3 separate regions of the Sus scrofa genome follow, and regions 1 and 2 are each linked to region 3. A link is a contact called in public HiChIP or PLAC-seq data. All regions are on one chromosome and are shown on one strand. Each heading gives the region's core, a stretch centred on a gene start, on an enhancer-like site or on the middle of the called end of the contact. The rest is flanking DNA. Distances are from core to core; before and after follow the strand shown. Region 1 holds the start of NCAPH (condensin complex subunit 2). Region 2 holds the start of STARD7 (stAR-related lipid transfer protein 7, mitochondrial). Region 3 holds the start of SNRNP200 (U5 small nuclear ribonucleoprotein 200 kDa helicase).

What was found. HiChIP or PLAC-seq counts read pairs in DNA pulled down with a chosen protein or histone mark.
Region 1: a contact with region 3 is called in an H3K27ac HiChIP or PLAC-seq map of alveolar macrophages. The contact joins the promoter of NCAPH here to the promoter of SNRNP200 in region 3. A contact is called at or near these places in 2 of 47 Hi-C or Micro-C datasets (embryonic fibroblasts and epiblast stem cells) and 2 of 2 datasets of contacts at active chromatin or transcription factors (alveolar macrophages and skeletal muscle).
Region 2: a contact with region 3 is called in an H3K27ac HiChIP or PLAC-seq map of alveolar macrophages. The contact joins the promoter of STARD7 here to the promoter of SNRNP200 in region 3. A contact is called at or near these places in 2 of 47 Hi-C or Micro-C datasets (epiblast stem cells and heart right ventricle) and 1 of 2 datasets of contacts at active chromatin or transcription factors (alveolar macrophages).

Annotation. Positions count from the first base shown.
Region 1 is chr3:46,891,267-46,894,510 of Sscrofa11.1, forward strand. It overlaps NCAPH (condensin complex subunit 2), which reads right to left and starts at 1,742. Exons shown (of 18, transcript XM_021087093.1): 1 at 1,624-1,742. The coding sequence starts at 1,642.
Region 2 is chr3:46,990,495-46,993,973 of Sscrofa11.1, forward strand. STARD7 (stAR-related lipid transfer protein 7, mitochondrial) reads left to right here and starts at 2,214. Exons shown (of 8, transcript XM_003124844.6): 1 at 2,214-2,990. The coding sequence starts at 2,668. The region is part of intron 4 of TMEM127 (transmembrane protein 127); the gene reads left to right.
Region 3 is chr3:46,927,745-46,931,291 of Sscrofa11.1, forward strand. SNRNP200 (U5 small nuclear ribonucleoprotein 200 kDa helicase) reads left to right here and starts at 1,322. Exons shown (of 45, transcript XM_021087098.1): 1 at 1,322-1,525; 2 at 1,992-2,155. The coding sequence starts at 1,481. It overlaps LOC110259970 (a long non-coding RNA gene), which reads right to left and starts at 1,284. Exons shown (of 2, transcript XR_002342509.1): 1 at 1,151-1,284; 2 at 445-883.

The DNA.
Region 1 (3,244 bases), core at 492-2,991, 36 kb before region 3:
CAGCTGAGGTCAAAACAAACAAAAGAAAGTAAAAATAGGAAGGAGGCAAAAAACATTTTTAGAAACTGAATCAAGAGGACTTGTGCCTACGTGGAAGTGGACACTGCAAGGTAAGGAAGGGAGGTGGACTTTGGAGAAGAGACTAACAGAAATAGAAAGCACTGAAGGAAGAACTTGTCTAAGGAAACTAAAATGGGAATTAGAGGCACACCTTTTTCTGGGAATCATCTTTCTCTGTTTCCCTCCTTCCCTTTGACATTATGGATCCATTATTTCAAGAAAAGGATAACTGAGCTCTAAAACGCTTTCTGCATCCACCTCCTCATCTTTCAAGCCCTTTGGTGTGGCTCCCACACTCACCACTTCATGAAAACTGTTTTGTTGCCATCACTCACAACTTCCATGTTCCCAAACCCAACAGTCACTTTTCAGGCTTCATCTCTCTTGAGAGTCAGCAGCACTCAAAACAGGTGACAACACCCTGCTTCTTGATACACTTTTGGCTTACTTGCCTGAGTTTTTCCAGCTCTTCCTTAACCAGTTTCTAAATGTTGGTGCTGAGTGTTTTCTCTATAAGGCCTTCCTAGCGGTCTCACCTGTTCCATGGTTTTACCACCTACATAACAAAAAGCATATAGCAAAAAAAAAATGCTCCTACGGTTTGCTTCCTGACCCTCCAAATTTACCTCTCAGTCCAGGGGCTACTTCCCTGGGCACCCTATATCACTGCCCTGAGTGTCCAACTCTTATCCAAATGATTACTGACCCTTTCACCTGACCGACCCCGGTGAGTCACTTACCATGTCCAAAATGTACCTCTAAATTTCGAAACCTCTCACCAAGACACGAAGGCCCTGCCTACCTGTCCCACCTCATTCACTCTTTTAATTACCATGTCCTGGTATTCATCCATGTCAGGCTCCTTCACGCTTGCCCTTCTTTCGTACTTGCTCCTTCTGCTTAGAACATGTTCCCCAGAATCTGCTCAAAGGTCTTCCCTGACTTCCTAACCGAAAATAACCCTTCCCCTACTCTGCTCTTCTCAATCTGAGTGCTCAACCTCATCTGTAATTATTTCGTTTACTGTGTCTCCCGAACTAAAGTACACGCTCTAAGAGGGTGGGACTTTGTCGTTTTATACTATAACTCTGCGTCTAAGAGGGGGACCAAAGGGGTCGCTCAATATTTGTCGAGTGAATACGAAAATAAATAAATGCATGCGTGTTAAACACACAGCGGTAACCACAACGCTTCCACGGCCCTGAATTAAAGTGCATTCTAGGAAAACCTCCTTTTCAAGGAAGACACACCACCCAAGGTGAAGGAGCCTAGGGAAAAAGGCTTCCCACAACCTGGTCAATCACAGAGGAGCAGCGCGGACCGAAGTCGCGTTCTGATTGGCCGAGCGAAACCCGCCCGCCACTCCCTCCCCCCCCTCCCGTTACCCCCCTCCCCTCCCCCTCTCCGCGCCCTGGAGCGTCTCACTCCGCTGGCAAAGAAGAAGCCAAAGACAGGGCCGAGAATACTCGCACTGCCCGCTCAGGCCCGCCCGCCAGCACCGGTGCCTGGAGCACCATTCACGCCGGGCCCTGCCCGCAGCGCCTCCTGCCCACCCAGCCTCACCCGGACAAGGAGGTCCCATCTCGTCTTCGGAGTCGCCAGAGCCGGTTTTAAATCGCGCGCGGAGACGCCGGAGCGCTGTAACGGCCGCCGTGGCGTCACCGGGGGCGGGGCCAGGACGCGCCTGCGCGGACAGCCTCGGCCCTGCGCGCGTAAAAAAGTGGTCCTGAGAGGAAATATGCCTCCTTTCAAGCGCTAGACGCGGAACTGTGCGCTAGGGTCCAAGCGTAGAGCAGAACGGGCAAGGGCTCTGCTTTCACGGAGTTTACTTACTTATGGGGGAGGCAGATGACCAAGGTAACAAAGGTGATTTTCCCATCCTGACCTGTGCAGCAAAACACCAAGGAAGCAGAAAGTGATGGACGGGGTGTGAGACTGAGGTGAGAGGGGCGAACACACCTGAATGAGCAGCGTTACAGGCGGGGGAAGAAGGGGTGCAAAATGCTGTGTGTACATTTTTGTTGTTGTTGTTCTTTTTGCCTTTTCTAGGGCCGCACCCGCAGCATATGGAGGTTCCCAGGCTAGGGGTCCAATCGGAGCTGTAGCCGCGGCCTACACCAGAGCCGCAGCAAGGAGAGATCCGAGCCGCGTCTGCAACCTACACCACAGCTCACGGCAACGCTGGATCCTTAACCCACTGAGCAAGGCCAGGGATTGAACCCACAACCTCATGGTTCCTGGTCGGATTTGTTAACCACTGAGCCACGACGGGAACTCCTGTGTGTACATTTTTTAAAATGAAATCTAATGAAAAAAACTCCTGGATATATTCCCCTCTTTCAAAAAAATAAGATTAAGTTCTGCTTCATCTGGTTCCAAAAATTGTATTATGGAAAAAAGGCCAAGGCTGTTCCCCCAAATATCCGGAGAACAGCTTGTAATCTCTTATAACACATATATGGCATTTTATACAGCACTTCCCAAGGCATTCAGGGTGAAACAGTCCTTGGCCTGTGGGACTTTTGCCCTCTTTGTAGGACTGCTCAGTGTGATTTGCTCACAGAATGCCACTGGTGCCCCCTAGTCATTTGGCAGCCAAAAAAGTATTTACCTGTTGAAAACTTTTCTTTTTTTTTTAGGGCCACAGCCACGGCACATGGGTCGAATTAGAGCTGTAGCCACCCACCTATGCCACAGCCACAGCAAGGCCAGATCCCAGCTGCCTCTGCGACCTACACCTGCAACGCTGGATCCTTAACCCACTGAGCAAGGCCAGGGATTGAACCTGCATCCTCCTGGATACTAGTCAGATTTGTTTCCACTGAGCCACAATGGGAACTCTGAAAACAACCTTTTAAGCTTCTTTTTTTTTTTTTTTTTTTTTTTTTTTTTTTTTTTTTTTTGCAAAAACTTGTTCTCTCAGTGATCACCTTCAAACCTTTAGTGTAAGGCAGTGTGGGATAGAAGAAAGAAAACAAGTTTACCCAGAAACCTAAATCAGAACCCAGAAGCCATCCTGGACACTTCCCCCTGCCTCATACAAGCCATTCCTGGACTCTTTTTACTTCCTAAAAATCTCTTCAATCCTACATCTCTTTTCATCCACATTTCCTTCTTGCTGGTCTGCAGCAGCCCCAATCCTGCTCTGACCTCCTTCTCCTTGGGCCCAGGGTGGTGGTTGTTA
Region 2 (3,479 bases), core at 964-3,463, 64 kb after region 3:
CCTAGCCTAGGAACTTCCATATGCCTCGGGTGCAGCCTTAAAAGACAAAAACAAACAAAACTAAAGAGGAATTGATAGCTAGCCACAGAAATGGAGACAGCAAACATGTTTATGCCATCCTTTCAAAAACAAAATCATAGCTGTAAAAGGAAGAAGGGGGAGGTATCTAGAAAGAGGAAGAGTTAAAGTCTTTTTTTTCCAAAGCTTTTTGGAAGATGAACTTGATTATGTTTCTGTATGGAGGGCAAAGAGGCAATAGAAATGGGGGAAAATGGCCCAATCAGAGGGCCTCCACTACAGTTCCTAAGAACTTATTTTTGGTAAACAGAACAAAACAAAATAAAAACAGAAGACAAAACAAAAAAGAAACAAACAGAAATCCTAAGCTCCTTTAAATCAAAGGAAGAGGGACTGTAGGAAAATTCAACCTTTCCCTTCACACCCCCTTCCGGCCATCCTACTACCATCATTGAGAAACGCTTTGCTCAACAAAGCATTAAATATTATTTTCTGTTACATACCCATTTCTTCTTACTTCGAGGGAAAATAAACATCAATACCAATCCCCATAGTGAAATCAGGCAGCCTGAATAGATCTAAATTTTAGCTCTCAGTAAAACATTTTCTTTTTGGAGAAATATCTTTTATTAAGAACACACAAAATTGGAGTTCCCGTCGTGGCACAGTGGTTAACGAATCTGACTAGGAACCATGAGGTTGCGGGTTCGGTCCCTGCCCTTGCTCAGTGGGTTAAGGATCCTGCGTTGCCGTGAGCTGTGGTGTAGGTTGCAGACACGGCTCGGATCCCGCGTTGCTGTGACTCTGGCATAGGCTAGTGGCTTCAGCTCCGAATCGACCCCTAGCCTGGGAACCTCCATATGCCGCGGGAGCGGCCCAAGAAATAGCAAAAAGACAAAAAAAAGAAAAAGAACACACAAAATTGCTCAAAAAGGTACTTTAAGAGTAAAACTTCTAATTGCACTGCCTTGGAGTGAGCAGTCTTTCACACGAAGATATCTTTTTACAGTATTTTGTTTGTCAATAAGGTACTTAATATAAGCTTTAAGACATTAAGGAAACAGTCTCTTGTAAGGCCTTGCTATTTTTAGACATCCAGCCATTTCGTTTTAGTGAGGTTGGGCATAGAATAGCAATTTATTTATTTATTTTTGTCTTTTTGTCTTTTGTTGTTGTTGCTATTTCTTGGGCCGCTCCCGCGGCATATGGAGGCTAGGGGTTGAATCGGAGCTGTAGCCACCGGCCTACGCCAGAGCCACAGCAACGGGGGATCCGAGCCGCGTCTGCAACCTACACCACCACAGCTCACGGTGGACTCACTCACTCACTCAACGCCAGATCGTTAACCCACTGAGCAAGGGCAGGGACCGAACCCGCAACCTCATGGTTCCTAGTCGGATTCGTTAACCACTGCGCCACGACGGGAACTCCTAGAATAGCAATTTAATGCCCATAAGATCTTTTAGCCAGGTTGTTCATGGGTGGTGCAAAATAGGTTTTAGGCCACCTTTGTTGGGTCAAAGAGGGACACTTGACCAGGAGCATCTGCCCCACTTAACTCCATTCTGCTGCCCTTTATCAAAGGGCTACTGCATTTCCAGACTGCGACGGGCCACCTGCCCACGCAGCAATCTGGAAAGTGTTCTGGGTTCCCAGCATGTCACACTGGCCCACTCTCGCGTCGAGGGTTCATAGAGGGACGACTGAGTGCTCAGACTCAGACTCTGGGAGGCGGTCTCGGGGGTTCGGTCAGGTCGGGAAGAGCAGCGGGGGAGGCCCAGGAAAGGTCTCCATTCACCAAAGGCGTCTACGCCGTCCCGCTCCCGGCTTCCTAACCTGGACACCCCAATGGCCCCGCAGAGGCAATGCAGAGACCCGACCCCACCCTGGACTCAAATCAGTGAACGAGACGGTGGCTTCGGGCCGCCCAGAACAGCGGAACTAGCACCGCGCAGGGTAGTAACAGGAACCTGGCCGCGCCCCCTCGGGGGGCGGGGTCGGGTGGACAGAAGATGGCGGCGGCGGGGTCCGATGGTCAATCTCTGAGGCGCCCTTGACTAGCTCTTGCCACCGCGCCACCTACCTTGCTAGTGAGGGGTCCCGGCGCGCCCCGCGAAGGGGTGGGAAGGGGAGGTGACGAGCACTTGACTCCGCCAATCAGCACCGAGAGTCTGGGCCGCGCCCAATCAGGGCCGGGCGGTGGAGCCCGGAGAAGGTTGCAGGCTGGGGGTGCATGTGGCTGACGCGGAATGCGCGAGACCTCGCCGCCAGCCTCGCTGCTTCCCGCGCGCCTTGCACCGCGGCCTCTGGCGCCAGCCTGAAGACGCCGAGGTGGTAGGGGGCCCACAGAACTGAACTGCCGTCGCCCACCCGGGCACCAGCCCGAACTCCGGAGCGCCTCCTGCCACGGTCGCGGGCCCGCCCCCGCGGCTGGTGCGCTGACCTACTCCTCAGCGGTTTCTGCCGAGAGAGATGAACGACCTGTTAGACCGTGAGACGAGCTCGGGGCCGGCCAGTTAGGGGAACTTGGCGGAAGGTCGCTCTGCGCCCTCCCAGGCTCGTTCTTTTGCTCTGCGAGCGAGACTTCGCCTGCCTCCGGGCGCGAGGCAAGCGCAGAGGGTACAGGGGCCTGCGGGGCGCGCGGTCGGCATGTTTCCGAGGAGGCCGCCGGCCAGCCTGGCCGCCTGGCTGGTGGGCGCGGCGGCGGCCGGGCGCGCGGGGGCGCGGGGCGGGGGCCTGCTCTCCCTGCTGGCCAATCAGTGCAGCTTCGTGACGGGCCTGCGCGTGCGGCGGGCGCAGCAGATCGCGCAGCTCTACGGCCGCCTGTACTCGGAGAGCTCGCGCCGCGTCCTTCTCGGCCGCCTCTGGCGCCGGCTGCGGGGGCGCCCGGGCCATGCCTCTGCCTTGATGGCGGCGCTCGCCGGCGTGTTCGTGTGGGACGAGGAGAGGATCCAGGAGGAGGAGTTGCAGAGGTGGGCTCAGTGGCGAGGTCGTGCCTTTCCCTGGGGCGGGGCCGGTCAGGTTGGGAGGTGGGGACATTAGACCGTGGGGCCTGCCTTACCGGTTCTCCCGTGGACCCGGTGGTACTGGAAGTGACGATGCAAGTAGCTTGCTCCTATTGTAGCCGGCCTTGTTTCTTTATTGCTATGTGTTAATTTGATTTGTCGAGTTGGAAATCACGAAGTGTAAGGCGTAGTGGAAGAGGGAGACTTGGGGAAGCAAGACACTAAAATAACATTGTGAAAAATTGGTATGGAAGACATGTAGGCTACTGTTCACGAGATCTTTAACACATCTGGAAAAATGCAAATTCCAAGCAGGTTTTAATTTTGACCTAAGTGTAATAATAATTATGCAGTTTACAAATTTACTTCATTCTAAGTGAATTTCGTGAGGAAGGCTAGGAGAGCTCTTTTGTCATTGTGACTCATGTCAGAGTTATGATGCTGGAATCGATTTGG
Region 3 (3,547 bases), core at 72-2,571:
CACTGGGTCCTGACCCACTGAGAAAGGCCAGGGATTGAACCCGAATCCTCATGGATCCTAGTTGGGTTCATTACTGCTGAGCCATGATGGGAACCCCTGCTGGTGCTTTTAAACACACTATCTCATTTACCAAAAGACCTAAGAGGAAAGTTTTACTGCCTCAATTTTAAGGATGACAAAATGACACTCACCTAGAAACAAGGCAGCTACTCAAAGTCACAAAGCCACTGAGGAGCAGAGCTGCCACAGAACTTGACTGTCTCTTGGAAGGCCCAGTTATATATACAAAAAACTCTCAGGGCTGCAAACCTCATGCCTACAGGGGCCAAGCAATTACAGGGTCTGTGGGAAGAACATGTGCATCTAATGAAAGTGGCAGTTGCTGATTAGCACCAGGCAAGTCAGCCATGTAAGAAGGTCAGTCCTTTGCTATTTATTTATTTATTTTTTTTTTTTGCTGCACCCTTGGCATGTAGAAGTTCCCAGGCCAGGGATAGAACCTGAGCCACAGCAGAGATAACGCCAGGTCCTAACTGCAAGGCCACCAGGAACTTTCAACAATCCCAGATAGTGAGTCAAACAAAATACTCCTGTAGGGGAAATTTGGACCAGCAGCTGTCGGCCATGGCCATCAGCCATAGAGGATGAATTCCTTTAGCTTCCCTTAATCTTTCAAAAACAAACAAGCTATAACTATTCAGCTATTAGTTGCCATTCCATAGAGCAGAACTCGGGATGGGAAGGCAGGGGATAGGAAGGCAGGAGTGCCTCCAGGGCCCGGATAGGCTTCGTTGTTGGAGAAGAAATTGTTACTGTCTTCAAGGAGTTGGCCTGCCAGGAGGGTAGCTGCTTTCACCGAAGTTCTTCAATCGTGGGGAGGGCCCTGCCGCGTAAAGTGAGACCAGAATGAGAGCTCCGGAGGCATGGGTTTTAGGTGGGACAGGTGGGGAACAGAGCGTTCTTTCAATCGTTCAATATAGAGGAAAAACCCAAGGAAGATATCAGACACAGGCACACAGGTGTTTCAGTTTTCTCAGCCAGAAATGGGGTTCATTAGTTTCTCCTTGCCGGCATAGCTCACAGGACTGTTTCCAGAGGAAGAAGCCGGTAGAAAAGCGCTTGAGACAGGATAGGGGGTAAACAGACGTACGCTTCGCTATGATGTGAGGAGTCTTGGAGGCCGGAGGCCGAGGTGTAAGAAAGTACGGGACGTGGGTCCGGAACCATTGTCTGAGGGTCTCGGAATTCGTCGGTCCAACCAACCGAGCCCATAAGGTCTCAGGAAAGAGGAACGCACACGCCGTAGATACGGTCACCTGCACTTCCGGCGAGCGACCCGGAAGCGGAAGTAAGCTCGTCTCTTTCTCCCTCCATTGCGTCTCTTCTGCGTTGTTTCGGCGCGGCGGTAGCGGATATCCGTGACCGTTGAGAGCGTGCGGTGGGGGAAGAGGAGTGCTGAGACCCCGGAGCAGCGGCGGCCATGGCGGATGTGACCGCCCGTAGCCTGCAGTACGAGTACAAGGCGGTGCGTGCAGGCTCGGCGCAGGGCTCTGGGCTGGGGACCTCGGTGGGGAGCGGGAGTCTGCGGAAGGGAGCTTCTGTCTGAAGGCCTTCGGAAGAACTGCCAAATCAGAGGGGAAGTCAGATCCGGGCGAAGGTGTGGGTACATGATGATAAGACTAATAACCCCACTGGTGTCTGGGACGAGTGGGATGGGCTAAGAGCTCTGCTAGGAGTGTTTGTCCCCTGTCCCCTCAGCGCTTTACCTGCCCTCTTCCGTAAGTCACCCCCAACTTTTCCCAGGTGAGAATTATTGTGGGCAGTGTTAGGAGCAAGGATTGTTCTACCTATTTGATTACCTCTGTCTCACGCGCAATTGTACGATGCTCTTTCTAAGGAAAATATCTTATTCCAACTAATGGTTATCACCTTGTGATAGAGGAATTGGTCCTGCTCACGTCAGAACTTCGATCATATTGTTATCTTTTCAGAACTCGAATCTTGTCCTCCAAGCTGACCGCTCTCTCATTGACCGGACCCGCCGGGATGAACCCACAGGAGAGGTGCTCTCCCTGGTTGGGAAGTTGGAAGGTACCCGTATGGGAGATAAGGCTCAACGGACCAAACCACAGATGCAAGAGGAAAGAAGAGCCAAGTGAGTATAAGGCGAAAATGATTTTTATTCAAATCCAAAGTCCATTTTCTCTTGGTATTTGGGCAGTGTTTTTGCTGAAATGCTTGGTGCAAGGAGACGTAGTGGCATTAAAACTCAGTGAAAGTAAAAACAGAATATAAGAATTGAAAGGTTCTTGGCCTTAACAAGTGTACCTGAGGTGGAAAACAATTTTTAGACCTTTTGCCAGCATGTGTTTCTTGTCCATAGAGAGATCTTAATTTTTTCATGGTATTTTCAAGATTCTTGGTTAACCCTTGTCTCAGTAACTCTTTTCTTCTATTACTAACTTGCCACTCCTACTTCTTTTGTCTTCCCTTGTCCATTTCTATTTTTTCTGTTTTTACATTTTATTTTATTTTTTTAAATTTTATTATGGGGAATTCCCTTCATGGCTCAGTAGTTAATGAACCCGACTAGTGGGTTCAATCCCTGGCCTCGCTCAGTGGGTTAAGGATCTGGCATTGCTGTGGCTGTGGCGCAGGCTGGCAGCTGTAGCACTGATTCAGCCCCTTGCCTGGGAAACTCCATATGCTGTGGATTTGGCCCTGAAAAGGCAAAAGACAAAAAAAAAAAAAAAAAAATTTATTATGGTTGATTTGCAATGTTCTGTCAATTTCTGCTGTATATCTAAGTGACCCAGTCATACATACATGCATAATTCTTTTTCTTATATTATCTTCTATCATGTCCTATCACAAGAGATTGGATATAGTTCCCTGTGCTATACAGCGGCACCTCATTGCTTATTTGTTCTAAATGTAATAGTTTGCATCTCCTAAACCCAAACTCCCAGTCCATCCCACCACTCCCCCCTCCCCCTTGGCAACCAGAAATCTGTTCTTCATGTCTGTGAGTATGTTTCCATACTGTAGATAGGTTCATCTGTGCCATGTTTTAGAGTCCACATGTAACTGATATCATGTGGTATTTGTCTTTCTCTTTCTGACATTTCATTTAGTATGAGGATCTCCATGTTGCCGCAAATGGCATTATTTTATTCTCTTATGGCTGAGTAGTATTCCATTGTGTATATGTACCACATCTTCTTAATCCATTCATCTGTCAGTGGACATTTAGGTTGTTTCCATGTCTTGGCTATTGTGAATAGTGCTGCAGTGAACATAGGGGTGCATGTATCTTTTTGAATTATAGTTTTGTCTGGATATATGCCCAGGAGTGGGATTGTTGGATTATGTGGTGGTTTTCTGTTTAGTTTGCTGAGAAACCTCCATCCTGTTTTCCACAGTAGTTGCACCAATTTACATTCCCGCCAACACTGAAGGAGGGTACCCTTTTCTCCACACCCTCTCCAGCACTTGTTATTTGTTGACTTGTTAATGATGGCCATTCTGACTGGTGTGAGGGGGTACC